Regions from separate parts of the Mus musculus genome. Here region 2 is linked to region 1. The links are chromatin contacts, called in public HiChIP or PLAC-seq maps. All regions are on one chromosome and are shown on one strand. Each heading gives the region's core, a stretch centred on a gene start, on an enhancer-like site or on the middle of the called end of the contact. The rest is flanking DNA. Distances are from core to core; before and after follow the strand shown. Region 1 overlaps Lrig1 (leucine-rich repeats and immunoglobulin-like domains 1). Region 2 has its middle 72 kb from the start of Lrig1.

What was found. HiChIP or PLAC-seq counts read pairs in DNA pulled down with a chosen protein or histone mark.
Region 2: a contact with region 1 is called in an H3K27ac HiChIP or PLAC-seq map of embryonic stem cells, with 14 read pairs. The contact joins two enhancer-like sites. A contact is called at or near these places in 12 of 484 Hi-C or Micro-C datasets (8-cell embryo, Th1 cells, cortical neurons and 7 more), 10 of 115 datasets of contacts at active chromatin or transcription factors (double positive thymocytes, embryonic stem cells, pancreatic cancer cells and 2 more) and 3 of 9 other capture datasets (adipose tissue, embryonic stem cells and liver).

What each region holds. Positions count from the first base shown.
Region 1 is chr6:94,644,066-94,649,724 of GRCm38.p6, forward strand. All of the region lies in intron 3 of Lrig1 (leucine-rich repeats and immunoglobulin-like domains 1), which reads right to left. Among named protein-coding and RNA genes, the nearest start is that of Mir7041, 40 kb to the left of the region's middle. RefSeq lists an enhancer at 3,354-4,929. Within about 2 kb of position 3,741, at least 207 of the 459 cell types and tissues checked have an H3K27ac peak or open chromatin away from gene starts, as enhancers often do. A contact at or near this core is called in cortical neurons, embryonic stem cells, muscle stem cells and 1 more, where this site is marked.
Region 2 is chr6:94,769,634-94,774,901 of GRCm38.p6, forward strand. No RefSeq gene overlaps it. Among named protein-coding and RNA genes, the nearest start is that of Lrig1, 72 kb to the left of the region's middle. Within about 2 kb of position 3,863, at least 81 of the 459 cell types and tissues checked have an H3K27ac peak or open chromatin away from gene starts, as enhancers often do. A contact at or near this core is called in cortical neurons, embryonic stem cells, muscle stem cells and 1 more, where this site is marked.

The sequences.
Region 1 (5,659 bases), core at 2,491-4,990:
CTCACAGCATGTGAGCCTACTCCAGGTGGTAGACCCTTTAAAAAGCCACTGTAGTTGGAACCTGGATTAAACCCACTGGAGCTTGTCCACAGATAGGCTGGCCTTCCCACTTTGCAGATGGAAATAACTTTGTACCAGAATGTAAATCCCACCCACAGTCTCAGAGATGTGGAAAAGCCTCAAGATGGAGGAGGGCAGTAGTCAGATCCCTGGGGAAGAGATCATCACTGGACAGAACCCAGAACCTCCCCTCAGAGAGAAGCATCCCCAGTGAGGGGCAACCACGTGATCAGAACAGCAGTAGGACCTGTCTTTACAGATGCCAAGGAAGCAAATGAAACTAGGAAACATTGTATATATACCCCTAGTGACCCACACACCTGCAAAGAACGTCCCACGCCCTTAGTGCACAAGCTATAAACACATTGTTGCTCTAGGGCATTAGACCTATTGTCCAAGGAGAAGCCTTCCACCCTCTGCTCCCAACCATACCAGTCAAGGCTCATCCAGGTCCACACTGAAGAGGCTACATCCTGGCTGGGAGTTATCCAGCTAACTAGGGTGCAAGCCCAGGTGTTCTCAGACTCCCAGCTATGATGTCCTGTGTGCAGAAGAAGCACAAGAAGATAACAAAAAGGAAACTGGTGGAGCCGGGATGTCTTAGAAATTTCTTCAGGGGCACCAACGGGCTGCCTGCCACTGAAACATTCCCCTAGATCCATAAGCCAGCTTTGAAACAGCCCTGCAGTTCCAGGCAGAGGAGGAAGCTGTTTCAGCATTTGGCTGCAGCCTCTGAGACAAAGTCCTCTCCCTCTGGGGAGTTATACCATGTTGTGCCTTTAAAAATAAAACCAGGCCTGTTTCCTGCCTCATCTGGAAGACTTTTGATCTACTGATTATAAGATTTAGATTCTCTCTTACCACACGATTTCCCAAGCCTTTCAGCATATGAATTAAGTACACTTGGAGATTCAAGGATGGGCTCATGAGCAGGCCCTTTCATGATGCCCTCCTTATCCACCCCATAGGTGACACAACTGCCACAGGACCAGAGCAACACCACGGTCAATGCCACTGTTCTGCACCCCTGAATACCAGACCCCAGTCCAGTCTGCTCTGCAGGCCCCACCAGAGCACGCGTGTGCTCTTTTTTTCTTGGAACTGCATGCTTTTAAAGCAAGCCATTGTGCACTTAAATGCCAAAGGTAAGCCTGCAAAACATATGGAGGGGAAAAAAAGAGAGAGAGAGAAAAAAAATCTTTTAGCTTAGCACTAGGCAAATTCTTAGACCTGACCCTAAAAGCATAATCCAGAAGGTGGTGGACTTGACCTCAGACTAGAGGAAAACATATTCAAACCACACATCCAACACAGGCCCAGTATCTAGAATATGTAAAGACCTGCAGAACTGAAATACCAAAAGTAAAGTAAAATACTAGTTTGAAAATAAGCAAGAAGTCTGACATTTCAGCAAAAAGATTCACAGATAGTTGGGCACTTGGGTCTTGGGTGCAAGAGCCAGCCTGGGCTGTATCAAAACCAGCAAAATATAAAAACAGCCCACAGGTAGCCAATAAGGCTGAAGATGATTGGTCACAGCAGTCTTTCTCAGAACAATCAAAGCCTGGAAGGACCACAGGTGTCCTTCAGTGGTGAAAGATTAGACCCAACCTGGTAGCAGAAAGGAACAAAGTATCAACACACAAACCCCACCAACCTCCAGGGAATCACACTCAACAGAAGGACCAATCCCAACAGACTGTGCTGTCCAGTCCGTTTCCTCTTCAGAACACGTTACAAGGAAGGCAGTGGGTGTGGCCATGCAGGAGGAGGGCCTTTAGTGGGGATGGATACGTTCTAGGACTTGACTATATGATATGAATGTCCTGGTTGTGAAATTTTACAAGATTGCACCACAGAGGAAATGGAGCTAAAGCTATTCAGAGAATTTCTATTTCTCACAGCCACTTGTCAATCAACAATTTACTTTAAGGTACCAAAGTAAAACGTGTAACAAGAACAAAATGCCAGGACAGTCACAGCTACCAGAAGGCCTGGTGGAGTAAGAGAGCTATACTCCACAGCTTCCAATGAAGGAACTAATATAACAGAAAGTCAAGAATGAGCATGCGCACACGCGCGCGCGCACACACACACACACACACACACACAGTCTCTGAACTCCAACAGGTTTACAAGAGATCATTCAGAAGGAATTCCTGCAAGTAAGATCAATTCCAGGCAGACAGACTATGTAATTCCAGGCCTCCTGATTTCAGGTAAAGGAAAGCAATAGTCTCAGAGCACAGCAACAAAGCAAGAGCCACCTCACCGCAACCTGAAGCTACAGGAGATGGTAGGAAGCAAGGAGATCCTATTCACCTTCACCCCAGAGCCACGTGGTCCAGAAGTGACTCCCCGGCAGCTCTCCCAGGGAAAGTACCTTTTTATCCCCCAAGGCTCTGTCCCAAGCAGCTGTGCAGAGGCTGCTGGCACTGGAGACAGGGCCCAGGGTGCCAGTGCTGCAGCCTCCCCACACTCAGCACCCAGTTAAGAAGCTGGGAAGAGAAACCACAAATTGGCACCTTTGCCTCAGCTGTTTGGGTTTGAAATACATCCAGGAAGTGAGGAGAGTACTCCGGAATCTGCCCTAGAGTCATGTCTTCAAGGGCAGGTCCCCATTGTGGGCAACTCTGCTGGCATTACCACAAAGGGGGCTGGGGCTCTGCAGAGGCTTGGCAGCAGGATCACGTCCCTGGATGTGCTCTTAGGAGTAGACAGCCATAAACGCCCCACCACCACCACCAGAAGCAGCAGCAGCTATGTGAGTGAGAGGATGGGGAGGACTAGCCTGAAGTGCAGAGGCAGGAAGCCTTTCCAAGGATTTGCAATCTTTAATGAGAATGATACCAAATGAGCTCACCTGAGGCTGACAGAATGCTTGCAAAGCAAACACTACCTGGACAGACCGCATCTTGCCCCACACCCCGAGGGGTCTCACACCTAATACAACTTGATATGTCAGCTCAGGATTTGGCATATCAAGTTGTATTAACCCTCCTAAGCTCCCAGACCACAGATTCCAGAACAAAGTGAGCAGCCAGCTTGAGAAGCAGAGAAAAGGAACCTCGGGGAAGATACCTGCCTTCCTGTGCTTTTCGCAATCTCACTGGGCTACAGAATTGGATCTCAGAACGTACACAGGACGACACACCAAACCTGCTATCAATGTCTTATATGTGAAAAGGTGGAAGAATAACATCTGGCCATTTTTTAATTTAAAAGAAAAAAAAGTTTATTTCATATGCCTGTCAATATACCAAGCGATGTAGCCTATCTTGACAAACTGTCAACCTCTGCACAAGTGGGTTGATTCTACATTCCATATATACTGCCCAACAATGACAGGCCTTATGAAAGAAAGGCCTGCCTGGTATAAACACGAACACATTTCTCTCACTTGCACTAGGACAGCTGAAAATGGCTCCCAGGTGTGAGCAGACACAATAGGTCCAGCCTTCTTTGCAAGGTCACGCTGCAGGTCAAAGTCAAGCCAGCCATTTTCGGATTAGGTGCACAGGCACAGGAGGCTTCCCCAAGTGCTAACTGGATTAGAGAAGCCACCTGCAGGAAGTGGGGAGGGGGAGGAGGGGAGAAGGAAATGGCCCAGTTGGAATGAGTCTGCTGGTGTGGGCAGGAGCCAGCCCCTTTCACACGGGAGGTTGTGCAACCAGAGCAGCTCTGCTTCCAAGCTGCAAGTCCCGGAGCCCTGGGGGGTGTTCAGAGCCCGCTGCTGCAAGGAGTGGCTCCTCCCCTCCAAGTCTTCCTGGTTTCTCAAGCATCAAGCAGCCTGTATTCCCTCTGGATCCTGTACTATATTGAGAGAGGGAGAGAAAGGGGAGGAACAAAGGGAGAGATGGGAGAGGGGAGGGAGAGAACCACCCAAAGGCCTAACTAATATCAGCACAACTTCAGCTGCTCAGTTCCCAAAAAGGCAGGGACCTCCATGACCAAGTTGGTATTCGGCAAGCGCCCCCCTGCCTGGGCTCCCCAGCTCTGCAGCTGGTGTTCCCTTCACTTTCTCAGCAAATAACTTGCAGATGTACCTCTCATCTCCCTGGCTTACCACCACCCCCACTCTCAAAGACAGGGGAGGGGGGAGAGAAGGAAAATGACCAGTCATGACTGTGTGTAATTTGGCAGGCTCTCTAGGAGGCAGGCCACATGGGCTCCTTTCCCAGAGAAAGGCTCACTTCAACTGGGGGCAAAAGGACGTCTGCACTGCAGAGTCCCCGGGAAGCTGCCGGGACACAGGACTGATCACTGTGTAAAAGTAGATAGTTTTCTATTTCCAGGCTCACTGGTGGTACCCAGCATCCAATGAGACTGCAGTTCTGAGTCCACAGGTCCTTCTCGGGCCTTTCAACAGAAGCTTGCTGGCTTGCCTAACAGCCCACTCGCTGACAAAGAAAAAAAGACAGAAAGGCAAATTGGCCCCCAAATAAAGCTAGCCATGTCCTAGTCGTCCTGCAAGTACCCCTGAGTGCCTCAGGGTCTCACTCTGCTAGCTGAACAGTGCTAAATCACACCCACTTCCAGGAGGGGTAAGAACGCAAGTCTAATATTAGAGTTGTGGGTCAGAGTCCACAGGGTAGCCGCTGAGATTTCCAAATTCTTGAGTCATAGAACAAAGATTACAATAGGGACACACAGACAGTTATAGAGATAGGGAAAGTATATTAAGGAAGAGAAAGGCACTCCTAAGATGGGAGTGGGCTAGACAGCTGGGACAGGACTGAGACTTTTGTCAAAGCTTCTTGCCCTAAGCCTGGAGACCCTATGCAGGTCATGCCCATCACACCCACCTTCTCTTGAAGAATTTGTGGGCTTTTGCTTCAACTTTTGTTTCATATAGCCAGGTGGGGAGGGGTTCCCAGTGGCTTTGCCAACTGGCTTTGGCTCTTTTGTTAACCTCTGATGCCTCTTTCTCTATGCCATACTCTGCTACCACAGACAGGGTAAGCAACCTTGGGTCAAATGACTCGTTATCTGAGAGTCTTTCCTGTCATGCACACATCAGCAACATGAAGGGACTCAGACAGTACCCGGCCCTTGTATGATGATTATCTGTTTTCTCTGTCTTTCTCTGCAGGTAGATGTTGTTCCTTAGGAAAAGAAGACACTGACCAGTTGTTACTGAGCTCCTAGGGCCCTCCCAGGAGCCTCCCAACAGATACAGCAGCCTTAATCTATAAGTGCCAAGTCCATGAGAGCCAGCCTGTGCCCTACTGCTTTGCTTTTATTGTTAAACCTGAGCACTGTAAGAGGAAAGAGCAAACTAAAGCAAGCTTTATTTTAGAGGTGCACCCAGGATTGGCCAGCCAGCTGTCTCACCCTAAATTGGAATTTTAGAGAACAGCCCTGGATGTGAGGAAGACAAGTGTTTTATAGCTCACGGGTACAGGGTTTCCAAATGGGGAGTTGGCAGGCAAAACAAACAAACAAACAAACAAAAAAACCAGCAGGGTTACAGGAGCAGAACATAAGAATAACAGATTAGCTATCATGATTCCTGAAACAAAGACAGGGTTGCAAGGCAGGCATAACAACAGGTGGTCGCAACAAGGTAGCTATAGCAACCCTTTGATGCAAAGGGAGG
Region 2 (5,268 bases), core at 2,613-5,112, 130 kb after region 1:
ACTAACCAAACCAAACCAAACCAAACCAAACCACCACCCAAGTCAAGCTCAAATAAACAGAAAACATTGTAGGCATTGGCTATTGGAAACAGAGCATGTACCCTTGACCTGCAAAATGGCAAGCTTTTGTAAATCAACTGAAAGATCAACTTTTGGGCCGTGTCCCACGAAGGGCTTCAACTTAAGTGAAGACAAATGGTATAAACAGGTTGTTGTTTGCTCTTCGACTTTGCTGAGGATGAACAAAGCTCTCAAATGCTCAGTTCACACGTAGAGTCAAAAAAAGAATTATGAGCCAGGCAGCAATGGCACAGTGCACAGAGGACAGAATGCCTCGTGAGCCAGAGTGGTCAGCAGACAGATGCAGTGACTTCACATGAGGGGTCTGTGGTGGATAGTTTCTCCCATGTAGACATGCTCACAGTGGTTCTGTGGTCTATGTAGGACACTTGTAGGGTCTTTTACAACAGCTGGATTGAAGGGCGACAGCTGATCTGTGAGTCTCTTTATGCCTTTTTAATGCCAGTGTCAACATATAGAAGGGCAAGGTCTCTCAGTCAACATCTGTGGTGAGAACAGCTAACCAGAATGTTTAGGAAACCCTTCCGCCTAAAAATAAAATTCAGATTAAGGGGTGTAGGGTATGAATTACTTTATTTGGTTGACTTAAGTGAACAGTCTCTAGGATGCTACTTTTGTTATATTGAGATGCCTTCTGTCTCTACAAAGGCAGAAAGGATAATGTTCATTTCTCAGCTCCTTCTAAGTAGTCAGCATCTACCAGAGCCTGGGCTACTCTCAACTGTCCCCTGGTCCTTGCAGTAGTAGCCTTTGGCCAGTCTCCCTGAGTCTACATTTGCTCCATCCAGTCTACAGTCCTGGATTTGAGTGATCTCTTTCAAGATCTCGGGGCTGGCTCAGGTGGCAACTGCTTGCTGCTCAAACAAGGGAATCTAAGTTTGGATTCCAGAACCCACTAAAAAGCTGGGCATGGTGGTATGTACCTATAGTCCTCATGCTGAGGAGGTAGAGTCAGGGTGATCTCTGGAATTTCCTGGCTAGCCAGTCTTGCTGAGTTGGTGAACTCCAGGTTCAGTGAAAGATCATAGATAAAATAAAATGAAGAGTCCTAAAGGAGGATCCCTGGCATTTATCTGACACACACACACACACACACACACACACACACACACACACACACAGACACACACACACACACACACACACACACACACACACACACACACACACACAAGAATGCATGCATACACACACATATACCACAGATACAAGGTAAGTAAACAAACATATATAGATCTCATGATGCTGCTTCATCACTTCACACCTGCAAGAAAGACCTCCCTTCCTCGTCCTCACAGAGCTCTGAGCTGTAAAAGCTCTGCTGTTCTTGGTCTTTCCCTAGCTCTCCGCCGCGTGCTCATCTCCTGATGTTGGGTGTAATGCCCCCATCCTGCTGTCACCAGTCATACTAGCATCTTCAAGTTCTCAGAGTCACCCACATCCTCCAGCCTTTGGGTCTTTGCTAGCCTCTGCCAGGAAGACCTCCTATTAGTTTCAACTGGCGTACTTACCTCCGCCCCAAGTTCAGTGGTTCTCAACCTTCTTAATGCTATGATCCTTTAATACAGTTCCTCATAACCATAAATTATTTTGTTGCTACTTCATAACTGCAATTTTGTTACTGCTATGAATCACAATGCAAAGATCTGATATACAACCCCCAAAGGGGTGGAGACTCCCAAGTTGAGAATTCAGGCCCTAATGGTTGGTCTGCTAATCCTGGGGCAGTGCACGCAAATTAGGATTTTGTGTATTCTCTCTTTCTTGAAGATCCCTCTCCCTCACAGTACTTACTTCAGTTGGTAACTGTATTTTTATCTGAGAATATGTTTGAAGTTAGCTTTTACTGTATTACGCACATAAAAGGGATAATGTGTCTCTCATGTATAAGTGCATCTGCGAGTCTAGTGCACACTTTTACAGGGCAGTTGTGCAATACATACTTGCCGGGTGAGACACATTTAATCTCAATACATTCAGTTAGAAAGACTCAGGTGAAGTTATCTCATAAAACAAAAACAAAAACAAAAAAAACAACCAACCAACCAAACAAAAAAAACCCACATACATTCTTTAGGGCTGTGTGTAGCTTTATTTGTTTGTGTCCAGGAACTCTGTCAAATTCTATGTTAGAAATGGGAGAAATTGTCTAATCATTTAACATTCCCAAGCCTGTGGGAACCCTGGCAGCCCTGTAAATGGACTTTAGCAGTTTGTACAGTCTACAGTGCACGCAGGCTCTACCCTGGCTCCTGCCTTTCTGCCATTAGTCTTTACCTCATCATGACCAAAACTCAGTCTGGTATTTGGCTGCTAGGGGCGAGGAAATGAATGAGCACCAGTTGCTGTGGAGTCCTCCAGAGTTCCCAGTTGATCTACTTTTTTCAGGCAGCAGAGTGTATCTGGGGTTAGAGGACAAAGTACATGCACGTGTGCATTCGTGTGTGCTTGGGTGTGTACATATGTGTGTATGTATGAGTGTGTTTATGTGTGTGTGCTTGTATGTGAGCGTATGGAGTCAGGGTCTTTGTCTAAACTCAGATTTTGCACATTCTGGCTAGTCTATTTAGAGTCAGCTTGCCCTGAAGATCTCCCCTGTCTCCTGTATGCTGGGATTACTAGTGGCTGCCACACCTTTCCAGTTTTTAATCTGGTTTCTAGAGATCCAAACCTTTCTTGCAGGACACATACTTTATCCACTGAGCCATCCTCGCTGTTCAGCTGAACATTTCCTTTAAACCATGACCCGGTGCTTTTAGATGCACCTTCTTGGGGCAGTGTGACCTGTTTTTAACGACATCCAACAGTATTCTTTAAGCGCTCCTGGGGAGAGAGGTGTCAGACTCTCCTCGGGGAAGAGGTAAAGGTGGAAGGAAGCAGATGAGCCAGGGCAAGGGGCTTCAAAAGCAGCTGTCCTTTGTCCAGTCCTCCATCACTCTGTCAGTGAGGATCATTAGCGAGCTTGGAGCTGGTCCTGGGACCCAGGCGATTGTCTGAGAACTCTTGTGGCCAGAAAGGTTCTAATAAATCTAACCTGGATTCTGCTTCCTGTCACTCAGTAGTCTTGGGTAACATTTGATATTTCCTCTTCCTCAAAGTACGAATTTATAAAGTACTAAATATGGATTTTGCAATGATGGGGTGGGGTGTATGTTGGGGGTGGGGGTGTAGACTGGAGAATGGTAGGCAATGGGAGTAGCCTAACAAATTAGCCGAAGAGTTAAGCCGAGGTTTTGGCCTTCCTTTCCTCTCCGGCCCTCCTTATCTGGGTAATTGCATCAATTCTACACTTGGGTTTGCATGTATGGCCGGCCTCTAAGCTGTGCAGAAAGGGATATCCTTTAATGATTTCTTTTGAATGGCTTTCCATCTGGGGAGGAAGAGGGCCCCTCTTGTTCAGAAACAAAGGAGCCATCCACCCTCCCAGATCTTTCTTCTCTATTAAGTATCTCTTGAATTTCAAAAGCCGGCTTGGAGTTTCTGGGTCCTGGTCCCAACAGCAGCAGTTTATTTTCTTTGTCCCTTTAAGTTTAGAAAACACTACAGGCCACGGAACCACTGTTCTTATTTTTCTTGGGTTCAAAAACAAATCCCGCTTCCAACCTGCTTAAAGCTCGCCATTTTTACAGCTAAGCAGTCCTAGGGCTGGCGTCCCTTCTTTAAAAGGGTCTTTGGCTTTGAGCTGCAGCAGCTGGATTTTGCTAGTCACTCCTCCTGTTCGAAATTCAGTTTTCAAGTCTGTCACTTGGTTTCCCCGCTGTCCCTCTTCCTGGGGGCTGCCCAGTTGTTTCTGAGGGGCCTTGAAGTGGTTTCCTAGCTATTTCAGAGCCCTGAACGACAATGTGTGCTCAGAGTTGGGCTGAAGAATGGAATCCCCTGTTTATATCCACAAACCCTCTCTCGCTCTCCTTCTTTTAAACATATGCGGAGTCACCGAAGAAACTGGAAGGAGATTAAAAGAAATGCTGGCTTTTAAAGCGAGTCTGAAAAACGTAAAGCTGGGAGCTGGCTTCCCGCTCTCCTCTCCTTCCCTCGCGCTGTGTTATGGGATTCATTTGCTGTGAGCCATCGCCGATTCATCATGCTCGTCCATCAGAGCCTTCAAAGCGAACCCCACAGCTGCTTTTGCCATTTATCAGTGGGAAATAAAAGAGAGACCGGGGAAAGTAAGGAGAACATATCACCACCTTCCAGAGCCTGGGATAATGGGTGTGAAAAAGGGGGTGGGGGTAGGGGTGGGGGCGGAGAGCTTATCTAATGAAACCCAGAGACTTCTCAGGATCGGGAGTTCCCGAACAAAGGCGGGGGACCTAGCAAAGCCAGCAGCCTGTCTGCAGCAGGGTCCTGGGGACAAAGCCTGCCAGAAACAAAAGGTTTAGTGGGAAACCAGAGGAATGCGCACAAAATGATCCCTACCTCCAGAGAGGTCTAAACCTCCAGATATTTGTAGGAATTTGTTCTCTGTGACCGACCACACAGCTGAAAGCTGAGAAAAACCCGGTGTTGGAGCTTGGAGCGCCAAGTGAATGTGTGACCTTCCCGCCCTTCCCTGCAGACTGGGAAATGACTGATCTGGTCATTCCCAGTTCTCATTTCCGTAGGGTGCCTGGACAAGACACCTGCCACTTTAAGTAAAGCCGCGGTGTCACAGTCCCAGTATTCCTCTGAGTTCTGAGAATCCAAGAGCAGGGGCCATCATTACTCGGGTGATAGCTGCAAGTTATCGTTCAGCCTAAAGCCACAATCCACAGCAGTCTGTGTGGAAGGAATAAACAGCCTAGACATTCATCATGGCTGATGGAACCCAAAGTCATTCAGCTGGAGGGAGGCTTCCGCAGACTGGAAGTGTTGGGGAACATGAATTCTTGAAATTCAAAGGAGCAATAATGTATACATGCAAGTATGTGAATGCATCTAAAAAACCAGAGTGAACCTATGGGTTTTCACTAACAGGAAATCTGAGACGGGAAAGGCTGTTTTACGGCAGGAAAGGGAGAGTTACTGCCCCCGAGAGCAAACTGCTAGGGACTGCTCCTTCAAGGCATAGGCAGTTTCAGTGGGTGATGCTAGTAGTCCAGATATAGACAGGTGTGGGCTTGCACAAAATATATCTTCTGTTAAAACTCAGTGGATTTCTGTTTTACTTATTCACATTCTTGAGACGTGGTCTTGTGTAGCCCAGGCTAT